4 separate regions of the Mus musculus genome follow, and regions 2, 3 and 4 are each linked to region 1. The links are chromatin contacts, called in public promoter capture Hi-C maps. All regions are on one chromosome and are shown on one strand. The core of a region is the stretch at or near the end of the contact, and the rest is flanking DNA. Distances in the headings are between cores, read along the strand shown.

Region 1 (3,287 bases), core at 349-2,848:
CTTTCTCCTCCTTCTTTTTCTTCTTCCTCTTTCTTCTTCCTCCTCCTCTTTTTTCTTCTTCCTCCCCCTCTTTCTTCTTCTTCCTCCTCCTCTTCTTCTTCTTCTTTTTAAAAGATTTATTTTATATATGAGTGTACATTGTCACTGTCTTCAGACACACCAGAAGTGGGCATCAGATCCCATTACAGATGGTTGTGAGCCACCATGTGGTTGCTGGGGATTGAACTCAGGACCTCTGGAAGAGCAATCCGTGTTCTTAACCACTGAGCCATCTCTCCAGCCCCCTTCTTCTTCTTGTTTTGTTTGTTTTGGTGTTCTGAGGCAGAATTTCTCTGTGCAGTCCTGGCTGTCCTGGAACTTGCTCTGTAGACCAGGGTGGCCCCCAGCTAAGAGATCTGCCTGCCTCTGCCTCCTCTGAGCTACAGAGCCCAGCAAAATTCTACTCATCTTGCAGGGGCTAGTTCAAACCATTTACAAATCTCTTCTCATTCTTCAGCAGGAATTCATCACTCCTGTGACATCCCGGCACATGTCACAACTCTAATCGCACACTGACTTGGACGTCAGCTGTCTGTTTACATGCCAGCCCGCATGAGCACCATACACCAGCATGGTGAGCTCCCGGAGGGCAGAAGCTGTCTGCTTGAGTCACATCTGGAACCATCCCCAGGTACAGAGCTCAATGAATGGCCCAAAGCAAATGTTCAATGTGACATTTAGCACTAGTGGGTGGGGCAGAACAGAGGGAAAACAAAAATAATAACAGGCTATGGCTTATCACATGCTTTCCCATTCATTCATTACCTGATGAGCCTTCAAGCACTGTGAGAAAGGACAAACACTATGAGGTAGCTGAGACCCACGAACACACAGTTAGTGAGTGGGGATTAAGTGCTAGCTGATATTGGCCTTTTACTTGAGGTTCAGCCCTGGTCACTGGGTTGACTGGATGGAGAAGCAGTGAGACATAGGGTAGCAATGGGGTTGCTTGGTGTGGTGGCGAGCTTTGTGTATGAAGATGAGATCCTTAGTCATCGGCAACAGAGTTAAGCAATGGAAACCAGCAAGCGACAAGGACTCCCCTCTCTCATCCAAGCACCTATAGAGGAGTTCACAACACCATGCCTCAGCCTACCGAGCTGGGGATCACTAGTTAAGTGGTTACAACGACCTAACCAATGACCTGCTAGAAGAAGCTCGCCTCTCTGTTGCTATGACAACCAGAGCTTGTCTGTTGGGCCTCTTCAAGGGTACTCTAGACCATATTAGGGCTTATGGTGTGTGTGTGTGCGCGCAAAAAAATAAACACGAAAGAAAACATACTTGAGATACATCAGTTAGCTCACTGGTTCTCTACCTGCGCAATTTTAAAGGTCGAGACGCTCAGGCCGCATCCAACCAATTAAATAAGCATCTCATGGACCGAATCCTGGCATCACTCGTTACTGAAAGCCTCGCAGGCGGCCCCAGTTGCAGTCCCAAGATGCAAACGGGACTTCCAACTGCGGACTCGCGACCTTCTCAAGATGGTGGCGCTCCGCCCCCACGTGCGCCGGTAGAGGGCAGGCTTCCCTGAGCGCATGCGTCCCGCGGCCCTCGGCCCTCGGCTCCCTCCTCCTTTTCCCCCGCCTCCATTTTGTTCGCGGACGCTGGGGACGGTGGGAGCGGATCCATTTCCGGGTTGGTAAAAGGGGCGGCGGCGAGAGAGAGAGAGAGAGAGAGAGAGAGAGAGAGAGAGAGAGAGAGAGAGAGAGAGAGAGAGAGAGAGCGAGAGAGAGCGAGAGAGCTTGCCGCGGGGCGAACGAGCAGGACTAAACCAGGACTGAGGTGACGGAGGATTCGCTCCCGGAGCAGCCCCCCGCCGAGTGGGAAAGACGCCGGGGCGGCTGAGCCCGCCGCTGAGGTGACCTGCGGACCTGAGTGGGAGGGAGAGCCGGGAAGGGGGGACTGTGGTGGGGGGGGGGAGGGACACCGGAGGAGGGGCCTGATGCGGAGAGGGGGTCCTGGGGGCGGGGCCTGGAGACCCTGGAGAGGGGGCGTGGGCCATCCGAGTGGAGGGCGGCGGGGACCGACTGAGCAAATGGGCAGGAGGGAGGTTTTTTGAGAGACAGGAAATTAGAGATCCTGAAGGGTTGGGTGAGGTGAGTAAGACTGGCAACTCTGGGTGAGGTAGGAGGGGAGCCGTGCGCGGAGGGGGAGATGGGGAAGGGAGGACCTGTTGGGGAAAGGTAATTATTGGCAGGATGCTCTCGAGTTTAGGAGGATCGGTGTGACGTTTCGGGATTGATCGGGGTGAGGAGGAGGATTGAGAGCGAACGTGTTTACACTGGGGGAGATGTTGAGAGTGTGGGATGAGAGGGAGTCGGAGTGATGTTCTGAGATGCTCTTGGAAGCACCTGCAGTTGAAGGATCCCTGTTGGAGCGGCGTGAAATTGAGGGAAGATGAAAATCTGAAGGCGCTCGCTAGACGTAGGCTGTGTGTGCGGTCGAGTTACTGATTAGGAAGGCATATTCTGGAAGGATAATATTGAAACGAGGAGCTGGAGGAAGCTGGTGTGCACTGGAATCTACCTCTGTCCCCGCTTCTGCTGGCCTTTAAATCCTGATCCACCTGCTACATCTGATCCCTGAAATTCTTCTTTCTTTTTCTCTTTCTCTTTCTTTTCTTTTCTTTCTTTCTTTCTTTTTTTTTTTTGAGACACTTTGTCTGTGTAACCCTCACTGTCCTGGAACTCAGAGTCTGTAGACCAGATTGGCCCGGAACTCACAGTGATCCGCTGGCCTCTACCTCAGAGGGAGGCGTGGGCCACTATGACTGCCCAGCCCCGTAAACTATATTTGTTTGTTTGTTGTTTTGTTTCTTTCAAGACAGGGTTTCTCTCTGAAACAGCCCTGGCTGTTCTAGTGCTCACTATGTAGACTAGGCTGGTCTTGAACTCGCAGAGATCTACTTGCCTCTGCCTCCTGAGTGCTGGGATTAAAGGTGTGTGCCACTACCACCCAGCTATCTTAATATATTTTTTAAAAGATTTATTTATTTTATTGTATGAATACATTGTTGATGTCTTCGGACACACCAGAAGAGGGCATCAGACTTCATTACAGTTGGTTGTGAGCCACCATGTGGTTGCTGGGAATTGAACTCAGGACCTTCAGAAGAGCTGACAGTGCTCTTAACTGCTGATCCTAGTATCTTAATTAAAAAAAAAAAAAAAAAAAAAAGGAGTGGGGCTTGGTGGTGCATGCCTTTAATCCCAGTACTCGGGAGGCAGAGGCAGGCGGAGTTC
Region 2 (3,287 bases), core at 431-2,930, 2.4 Mb after region 1:
GAAATTAATACCTTCTTTAAAAAGAAAGAAGGTGGGTCTAGAGAGATGGCTTAGCAGTTAAGAGCACTGAGTGCTCTTCCAGAGGTCCTGAGTTTAATTCCCAGCAACCACATGGTGGCTCAAAACCATCTGTAATGGGATCTGATGCCCTCTTCTGGTGTGTCTGAAGACAACTACAGTGTACTCACATATCTAAAATAGATATATCTTTAAAAAAAACAGACCATGGACACAGCACACACATGTAATCTCAGTTCTCAGAAGGTTGAGGCAGTGGGATTAAAGGCTGAGCTCTGGGATAAAGGTGTGCTCAGCTAACATTTTTTTTTTCTTTTAAGATTTATTTGTTTATGTATGTATATGAGTACACTGTAGCTGTCTTCAGACACACCAGAAGAGGGCGTCAGATCTCATTACGAGTGATTGTGAGCCACCATGTGGCTGCTGGGATTTGAACTCAGGACCTTCAGAAGAGCAGTCAGTGCTCTTTACCTGCTGAGCCATCTCACCAGCCCTAACATTACTTTTAAATAGAAATAAAGTGAGCTACACAGAAAGGGAGGGAGGCATGATGATAGTGATATCCGGAAAGAAATTGAAAAATTGAGGCAACACGTTACTTGTAAAGGAAGAATGGCAGTTTTGAGTTCAAAAGGCAAAGGAAGAAAAAATGGGGAGGAGCTTTGGAGCTATGAATTAAACATTGTGACAGAGAGAGATTAAGGGATTCTCACAATAATTCTTCAGGGAACAGAAAGATAGACACAGGCGGACTATTTTGAATGAGGATAACAGGGAATCAATGAAAACAGCCCAGCTTCTTCTCGCTCTTTAAAGGTGAGCATCTCCTAGCAGCCCAAGGTCAGCCTTCTTTTCAATACACCTTTTGTTTAGTGCTCTTATCCCTTAAATGGGTTCATATTGCATGTCAGGTCAGAAGACTCCCAAACTTGTATTTCTAGATCCAACAAGGCTCCCCTGAGAGTCCAGTAGTGAGATTAGTCAGCGAGCCCGGGACTCAGTAAACATGTTCTGGTTGGTCTTCAGCAATTTTCCACAGCTCAGCAGTGGAAGTACTGTTGGGAGAATGGAAACAGTAATTCTGGTTTGGGAACTGACCCGTAGTTTAGGCAGGCAAAGGGACAGATCTGACTAGTGTAGGCTGGGTATGAGTCAGATGAAGCCAAAGGGATTCCAAGTCTGGGGTCTAGAAAGGAAGAGGTTAAGAGCTAAACGTTAGTTTTGATTCTTTGAAAAAAGCAATAAGTTTTGATTCTTTGAAAATCGCGTATAGCGATGCAAACCACACAATATGCTCCCATGATCCTACAGGAAATTTAAGAGTGAAGTCAACCTGGGTGGGAATGCAGGAAATTTCGGCATCATGAGTTTAAATTGGCAACCGACACGAAGGTGAAGCCTCCAGATGTGGATTCTAACTTGCGTTCGGCTGACCTCGCAATTTGCAGAGGGAAACTACGTGTCGTCGTCCCCCCCCCCCCCCCCCGCCCCCGTTTCCCTCTGTTTAAGCGACAAGACCCAGAACTCCTGCGCTTCATGTTGAAGTTTTTCTTTAGACAGCAGCAGATTGGTGACAAGAACCGTTCCCATCCCACTGCGGCGCCTCCCGAGAGGAGTCCGGAACCTTTCTGCTGTGCTGTCAGCCCGGACATGCTGAGGCGGAGACCGGAAGCCCCTTGTCGGTTCCGGGTTTTCTGGGCTACTACGATGGCGATGAGTTTCGAGTGGCCGTGGCAGTACCGCTTCCCGCCCTTCTTTACGTGAGGCTCAGACCCTGAGAAGCCCAGTGTAGCTCCCTCCCGTCCCCGGGGCCCAGGGCTCAGCCCTGATGATTCACTTGGGGTTCCGGGGGAGACGGGAGCTGCCGGCCGCCTTCCTGTCCAGCCAGCCCGTCACTGTCTCCCCCTAACGTGCTGCTAGGCTGGTGCTGCTGCCGCCCTCTTCCACGCTTTAATTCCTCGTCCTGCTCCCTTCGCCCGGCAGGTTACAGCCGAACGTGGACACCCGGCAGAAGCAGCTGGCCGCCTGGTGCTCTCTGGTTCTGTCCTTCTGCCGCCTGCACAAACAGTCCAGCATGACGGTGATGGAAGCCCAGGAGAGCCCGCTTTTCAACAACGTCAAGCTACAGCGTATCCTCCCTCAGGCTCTTCCATAGCCCACCCCCAGCCCCCACACACACGCACTCCCACACTTTTCTACATGCCCAGACTGCATCTCCCCACCTCCCTTTACCCACAGTAGGCAGGCTTCTATTCAACCTGGACTTGGGAAACAGCAAAACTAAATGGCAGATAATCATTTTATATGCACTTTTGCAGGCAGTGCAAGCTCCCTTTACCCTAGTTAATGAGTGCTGGGGTCTTTAAGTCCCAAGCTTTACACACTGGACCCTTTAAAACTATTTGAATCTCCTCTCTGTGAGCCTCAAATCCCAAACCATCTTTAATAATTTTTTTGACTTGCCCCACCTCTCCCAGGAAGTGAGGGTCATTTATTTTTGCTCTCTGATTCATAGGTAAAATTTGTGGAGAAAAAGGCACAGAGAATGAAGTAAAGGGTAACACCCTTTATTTTCTAAAACTCTTGCCTTTTATTTGAGACCTGATCTCTATAGCCCAGCCCAGCCTTGGACTGGTGATTCTCCTGTGTCCATCCCATAAGAGCTGGTATTACAGGCCTGTAACACACTTTGCTAGTTCTTCCTTCTAACTGGAAGTTTCTTTTTACCTCCTTTTCCAGAATATTGAGGAAATGCAAACATATCTTCTTCAAAAATTGCATGTATGTATGGCAGGGAAAGGAGGGGGCTAGATCATTCTTTATCGTGGGCCGAACTCCGAAAATGTTTTATTTAACCTAATTTACATGTAGGCCATTCCCTTAACCTTAAGCCAGGGAAACTTCCTGTGGAGTCAATTCAGATTGTATTAGAAGAACTGAGAAAGAAAGGTGGGTTCAGTTCTCAGATACCTGTTGGTTTGTTTGTCTGTTTAAAGATATATTTATTTATTTCATGTATATGAGTACACCATTGCTCTCTTAAGACACACCAGAAGAGGGCATCAGATCTCATTACAGATGGTTGTGAGCCACCATGTGGTTGCTGGGAATTGAACTCAGGACCTGTGGAAGAGCAGTCAATGCTCTTAACCACTGAGCCATCTCTTCAGGCCCCCTGGTTTTGTTTGGTTTGGTTTGGTTTGGTTTTTTTTTTTTTTTTTTTTTTTTTTTTTTTTTTGGTTTTTCGAGACAGGGTTTCTCTGTAT
Region 3 (3,287 bases), core at 300-2,799, 2.1 Mb after region 1:
GATTTATTGCTTTAATATATTCACGTCCATGCTGCACCTACACTGACAGCCCAACATTCACAATGCATACACAAATAAGCACTGTAGTAAACAGCAGGTATAAACTACACACACTCTGAATAAGGAAACTGAATAAGCACTGACAGTACCCATACACACATCAATTGATACAACCGAGGGATGTGGACCAGGTATGAAAAAAGTGACTTGAGCAACAGTCTGGATTTTGCCAACTTACCAATTTATAGCCACACACCCCCCAACAGGTAAAGTTTACACACAGAACTCAGCCAAGGCCAGCCTGTCTTTGTTTCCCTAGCTTCTGCTTTTACACAAGAGCTTGGCTATGAGACAGAAAACTCCCACTCTTGATTGGCTCACCCTGGCCTGTGCAATTAAGCAACACCACGATCCAGTAAATGCAATGGCTCAATTATTTATCGTCTCGTCGAGTTTACCAGGTGTTTATGAGAGAACAATGTCAAAGAGGAAAGAGGTTTGTTGCTCTTTAGAGCTGGTTTGGCCAGGGATTTATTTTGAATTGGGAAAAAAAAAAGTGTTCTTAACAAGGTGGGGGAAATCATAGCTTAACACAGAAAGAGATGGGAGAGAATTTAGAAAGGATACAAGTTTGTCAATTTTCTATAGGAAATCTGATTCTTAAGAAAAAAATCTAGCCAGTCCCAGAGGCTGGGGGGGGGGGGGGAGGGGGAGGGGGAGGGGCGGAGAGGCAGGAGGAGAGACACAACAGTTCCCACCTCCTAAGTGGGTACAGCTGACTACAGAAGGAACGGGAGCAAGGCAAAGAAAGTGGCTAGGCAAGGAACGGCCAGGCCCAGCACAGGGGCAGGAAGGAGGCTCCTTCTAACGCCTCCACCCCAATGATCTCCACCTGAGTGGCAGTGGCTCTGGTGGCCCGAACGTCCCTAGCCTCCGGGAGCAGTCACAGGAGGGCCGCTTCTGTCAGTTCTGTTACCCTCAGCCTAGAATGTCCTCCCCCCCACGGTCCTACACCCCCCAGAACTCCCCACTCTCTCTCCGCATCTCCCCCTCGAAACTTACAGCGTCCCTTCCTTTCCCAGGCTGGTTCCTGTCATCCGGACGTCAGTGCCGCCGGGACGACCCTGTGTGTCTCCTCCTATCCTCCTGCCCCATGTAAGTGTCCATTCACAGCTCTAAGCACCCCCACAGCTGACGAACCGTGGGGTCCCCCATGCCGTCCCCCGTGCCGTCGGGGAGGTGGCCCCACCCTGCACCCCCTTCACCTGTCTCCGGGGCTGAGGCCCGACTGGCCGGCCTGCGCTGACTCCAGGCGCGAGCTGCTGGGCTCCCGAGGGCCGCCTGGCCTCTCCTAGCCGACGCGGTCAGGCGACACCGAGCGGGGTTGTACCTCAGCGATCCGGTTAGGGCTCGTTCCCTCCGCCGCGACGTCGGAACCCCAGGTTCCCCCTCCCTGTCTACACTGCAGCTCCGGAAACCGCTGAATTACAGCCCCTCCAGCCAATCCCCACCCAGCCGCCACTGGCCAAGACACGCCTCCATGCATAATTAAGGAATGGCCAGCTGGCTAGGCCACCCTGAGGCCTCCGGGCGAGCGCTGTACTTCCTAAGCCCCGCCCACTAACCAATGAAAAACGCCTCTAGGAGAGAAGGCGGGGTCGAGAGCTCTGGGCACACCTCCCTGAGTTGGCTGTTCTGAGAGCTTTGTGCTCCTCCCTCCGCGACCAAGGGACGCGCAGAGGCCTAGCTTACAAAAAAGCCCGGGGGGAGGGAGGAGACATTAGCGGAATGTCCTGCTGAAAACTCAGCTGAGTTCCTGGCAGTGCGTGACGTCAAGACACTTTAAATGCCCTGATACGGCTCGCTTCTGCCCGCTCTCCCTTTTCCCGGCCCTTGGCACCACGTGGGGGCGAGTTTGTGAGCTCCTTACCACGTGGGAATCAGCCACTTAGGCGGTCCCCAGGTGTCACCCCACTTAAGCATTTGGGTTTGTGGAGACATCAAAAAAGAACATGGGCAACTCCTGGCTGCTCTGAACTTCAGTTCTGCGTGATTATGGGCATACACCCGGAAATATGACGTGGAAATAGAGTAATTACTAGATTGCGTGGGGGAGAATAGTGGCTATAACCCGGTTCTCTGTTCCACCATTTCAAACCTGAATCTCAACAGCAAGGCTGATTGGTCAGCTCACAGAAATGCAGAGAGCCTATGCATGACAGCTGACACGAATACACAGTACTTGCCATTTCCACGTGTGTCTGAGTTCTTTTTTTTTTAAACTGTTATACTGGGTCTTGAAATTCTGAAAGATAGTTTTGACCAACTTGTTTCCATTAAAAGGTACTTATTTTAGGAGCTAGAGGGATGCCTAAGTTAAGGGGACTGCCAGGCTGATCCTGGTAAAAATTCAAGTTCAAGTTCCAGCATCCCACAAGATGGCTCTTAGCCATTTGTAACTCCACTCTGGGGTCTGGGGGGGGGGGGGGGATCTGAAGCCCTCCTCAGGCCTCTGCCCGCAGCAAAGACACACACCTTGTGCAGAAAAACGTGCAGACAAAATTAAATCACTTTTAATTAGGCACTTAATTTTAAGAACTGAAGCTAACACACACAGAGAGAAAGCCCATAAAATATTCTGATGATTTTAGGATTCATTGTTAACATTAACTAGTCTTTCACCATTAAACTTAAATGTCCAATTGAGACAAACCAGTTCTTCCACACTTTCCCACTACTGCTTAACTAGAGTGGCAGGAGTTAGGAGTAACATCCATTTAGTCTTTTGGGGGGGGTCTTGACGCTCTTGAAATTATCTGACCTATTTCACGTCTTGTATGTTGGGAGTACAGATTTTACTGAGTTGGAATCAGCAGTTCATGGTACGTGTATATGCTTGGCTTTCTGTCATAGAGAATGAACTCTGCGTACTGCAGTGATTTGTATGTATATGTGATGGTAGGGACTTACAAGTACACCTATTGGTGTTTGTATTGCTGGTGATTAGCACAAAGAGAGATAAAGATAAAAATCTAAAATCTACAAGGGGCTGTTACCTCTCCACAAAGATAATCCCCCAATGGTATATTTTAAAACACAGCTAATATACACAGTTCAGGAAACTTCAGGTTTTTGTTTTCTTACTAGTATCCTGTTTTCTTGAGACAGGATCTTAGGATCTCAGAGATTTTTTTCCAGCCTCTATCTCCTGAGTGAGCTGAGATTGAAAACATTCCTCCCACACCTGTGGAAGGCTGCAGATTTTTCTGTTTTTAAAGATTTGTTTA
Region 4 (3,287 bases), core at 523-3,022, 2.0 Mb before region 1:
CACTTACCAGGGGGGTTTCCAGAGAACCCTGAAATGGGAATCACAGAACAACAAGATAAGATTCCACACTCTTCACTTCATGGTCAGGGTAAGAAGCTCGGGCAGAGAGTAGGAAACACGTGTAAAGGTTACTTTTACACGGAAAAGCCAAGCCAAACCTGCTGTGCCAACTATGAAAGGAAAAGGAAGGAAAGAAGCACCCTAAATACTAAATATTAAATCTGCCACACTTCCTAAAAGGTCTTATTTGAAGCAGACTGTGCGTGCAAGGCATTCAAAACTTTCTTACACTTTGTCTCATTTACCAACACTCTTAATAGAACACATTACCCAGTTTCTAATTTTAGCACAAGAAGTCCATTTCCTATCCTTAAAAAAATTTGGTTTCCCATGTCATTGTCCTTTCCAACTCTAAAGAGAAGACAGAGATTATTACTGAGAGACTGTGAAAAAATACATGAAAATGTTCAGGCCTCCATTTCATATGCCTTTTTGTTATTCCAACTTTTGAAATCTCATTTCCCCTTTCCTATCATTCTTTCATTCGTTAATTAATTAATTTATTTTTTTAAATAAAAGACCAGCCTAATAGCACAGGCCACTCAGAACGTTGAAACGTTAAGATCAGGGGTTTAAGACCAGCCTGGTTTCAATAGTAAAATAAAAGAATGTCCAGGACAAGGATACAGATCACGGGTGCCTGGTTAGAGGCCCTAGGTCCAATCCCCAGTATGGCAAAATAAAAGAACAGGGTAGGGTACAGGAGGACAGTGGAAGATTGTGGAGCCGTGCTCCACCTGGAATTTGAATTCACAGGTTTTAGCTTTATTCACATGACCTTCTGAGCCAAAGCAGAAGGATATGGCCAAGTTCTCGATCTCACTTGCCAAGTGGGGAGAAGGTAAATTTGCCTTCCCATTTCTGATTTCTACTTTTGAGCTTCCATTAAATTCCTAAACTCCTCTACTGTGGCCCACTATCAACTTCGCTCTAAAGGTGAAGTGGGAGCGACACGTAGGAGACACACACACCCACGAATACCCTCATTCGGTTGAGTAAACATCCCTGCTTTTGAAACCCGCCCGTCCTCGCGCAATTTACTACTAAAACTTCCCAAGAGCCACTTAAAGTTTGAGAGAGCAGACAAAGTTCTTCAAAGCCCACAAGGCCAAAGAGAGAGCGCTCCGGCCCCAGTCCGGTCCCACCCTGCCGTACCCGAGTCTGGATGAGACCAAGCTGCCATGCCCACTCTCGCCGACGCGCCTCCAAGCTTTCTGGGACACGGAGCGACAAGTGCTACTTTGCTGGCCTTGACCCACCCTTAAAAGCGAGCCTCACCCCGCCCTCCGTTCCCCAGGCCCCACCCCGCTCGCGAGCCCAGCCTCACCACGCCCTCCCATGCCCTCGGCCCTTCTCAGTCCAGCCCACCCAGGAACACGCTTTCTGGTCGGCCCCGCGTTTCTTTCCGGCCGTGTCCAGGGCCCGAGCCCGATCAAGACCCCTCTCGGCCTCCCGGGTCCCGCCTCCTGCTCCTCAACCACATCTCGCCGCCCCTTATCCCACAAGCTTTCGGCCCTGTTGCACCGCGGCTATCTCGTTGGGGAAGGGAATTAGAGCAGGTACCCGCTGCTGAGGTCACAGTCTGTCGCTGCCGCCACAGCAGGCCCTCAGCCCAAGTCCCGGCCTCGCCACCGCCGCCGTCGCCGCCACCTCCGGCCGGCCTGGAGCGCCCAGCCTCGGCTTCCCTCCCCGCCCCCTCCTTCCACTGCACTCGGAAACCCGCCCGCCACGGCCACCCCAGAAACAGTTGGTCCAATCAGATAGCCGGGACTAGAGTCGTCACCGGATGTCACTTTGATTGACAGCAAAGAAAACCCAATAGTCGAGTTTGTGTCTGCCCACTCGGCACAGTCCTCCCGAGACTGACGTGGAGAGAAGTCCAATGAGTGTGCAGGCCCGCCCCCCGGTATGGACCCACCAATGAGTGAGGCGAAGGCCCTAGTGTCCGGCATTCTGAACCTCTCCGCTGCGGGTTGGAGGTGGGCGGTGTTGTAAGTTAGGTGATTCTAGCTCATTGTGTGCCTAGGAATGCGGTCCTTTAAGGCAGATAATGGAGCATTGACGCCGGAGCCCGAGATTCCGTCCTTGAGGGTCCCCACGGTGACTTGTAAAAGTCCAGTGAGATCCGAGGGGGGGGCCGAGGCGGAGTACGGAGCATGTGGCTCTGATGGTCGCGACGTTCGTGTCGCCATCTTGAGTCCTGGCAACGGAAACCGGTACCCCCTGTCTGCCTTAGAGCCTGGTGTAACCTGTTCGTCAGGCAGGAAGGGTGGCATCTTGTAGCCCAGGCAACAGTCAGGTCGTGGAAACTGCGGGGCAGACGAGGGCCTTAGAGAAATGTTGGTAGTGTGATAGATAGGACATAGTAACTCGTTTTTGCCATCAAAGAAACACCGGGAAGAGCCCCTCCCCTTCCTCTAACCTCGCACACAGCTTAGTTTTTGCTTTTCAGGAACGTTCCATCGTTGCCAGAGTTCCCCATACAACTATAGTACCAAAACATTTTTTGTGACTCAAATATAAGTGTGCTCTCAACATCATTTATTAGATTCCAAATTACAAAGCCTTTGTGAGATTCTTGTTCAGTGACCCTGTGGTAGGGGCCTGATAACGTTCCCTATAAGTAATTCTGATACAGCTGGTCCGAAGACCACATGTAGGAAATCATTGTATTGAAGTTTGTACTGTGTAGCTGTGGGACAGAGGTGAGATGCCAACTGAGTTCTTGTCTCCTTTTAAGAGGCCATAATCTAGTTGACAGTTCATTATTCGCTGTCCTTGTGCAATTAAGGACAAGGCCAACTGATAATGCAGCAGATAAGTTCACTTCACGCTGTGCTAGGAGAGTTAGCACCAATATGGAGGGGTTCTCAGAATGTAAAGTACGTTTCACAGATATAATATGCACCAAGAATTCAACTGATTCTTACAAAAATTATTAAGCTACCACATACCTTTTTAAATGGAAACAAATTATTTTGAGCTAGTTAACACTTTCAAAGACTGTTTTTACTTCATCGTTTTTTAGTGTGTCCCAATAAATTACTAGAATACAAAATTTATGAAAACTAGACATTTGTGTATTAATTGTTGGGTCTTCAAAACAACAGGCATAGTGTCCCATGCCTTTAATCCTGGCACTCTTGGAATCTTTGTGAACTCAAGGGCATTCTCATGTACGAAGAGTTCAAGATCAGCCAGGGCTACAAGTGTTGGGTTTCAGAGGG

The links. Promoter capture Hi-C pulls out the DNA fragments that hold promoters and counts their contacts.
Region 2: a promoter capture Hi-C map of hippocampal neurons shows a contact between it and region 1, with 4 times the contacts expected there. The contact joins the promoter of Vps25 here to the promoter of Wipf2 in region 1. A contact is called at or near these places in 2 of 39 promoter capture datasets (cranial neural crest and hippocampal neurons).
Region 3: a promoter capture Hi-C map of pre-B cells shows a contact between it and region 1, with 4 times the contacts expected there. The contact joins the promoter of Stat3 here to the promoter of Wipf2 in region 1. A contact is called at or near these places in 2 of 39 promoter capture datasets (embryonic stem cells and pre-B cells).
Region 4: a promoter capture Hi-C map of pre-B cells shows a contact between it and region 1, with 4 times the contacts expected there. The contact joins the promoter of Nfe2l1 here to the promoter of Wipf2 in region 1. A contact is called at or near these places in 2 of 39 promoter capture datasets (liver and pre-B cells).

The regions. Positions count from the first base shown.
Region 1 is chr11:98,862,000-98,865,286 of GRCm38.p6, forward strand. It overlaps Wipf2 (WAS/WASL interacting protein family, member 2), which reads left to right and starts at 1,599. Exons shown (of 8, transcript NM_197940.2): 1 at 1,599-1,903.
Region 2 is chr11:101,252,027-101,255,313 of GRCm38.p6, forward strand. It overlaps Vps25 (vacuolar protein sorting 25), which reads left to right and starts at 1,681. Exons shown (of 6, transcript NM_026776.5): 1 at 1,681-1,781; 2 at 2,005-2,150; 3 at 2,917-2,970. The coding sequence starts at 1,729.
Region 3 is chr11:100,937,991-100,941,277 of GRCm38.p6, forward strand. Stat3 (signal transducer and activator of transcription 3) reads right to left here and starts at 1,550. Exons shown (of 24, transcript NM_213659.3): 1 at 1,266-1,550. Gm46295 (a long non-coding RNA gene) reads left to right here and starts at 348. Exons shown (of 2, transcript XR_001780333.2): 1 at 348-496; 2 at 1,083-2,252.
Region 4 is chr11:96,828,196-96,831,482 of GRCm38.p6, forward strand. Nfe2l1 (nuclear factor, erythroid derived 2,-like 1) reads right to left here and starts at 1,773. Exons shown (of 5, transcript NM_008686.3): 1 at 1,624-1,773; 2 at 1-28.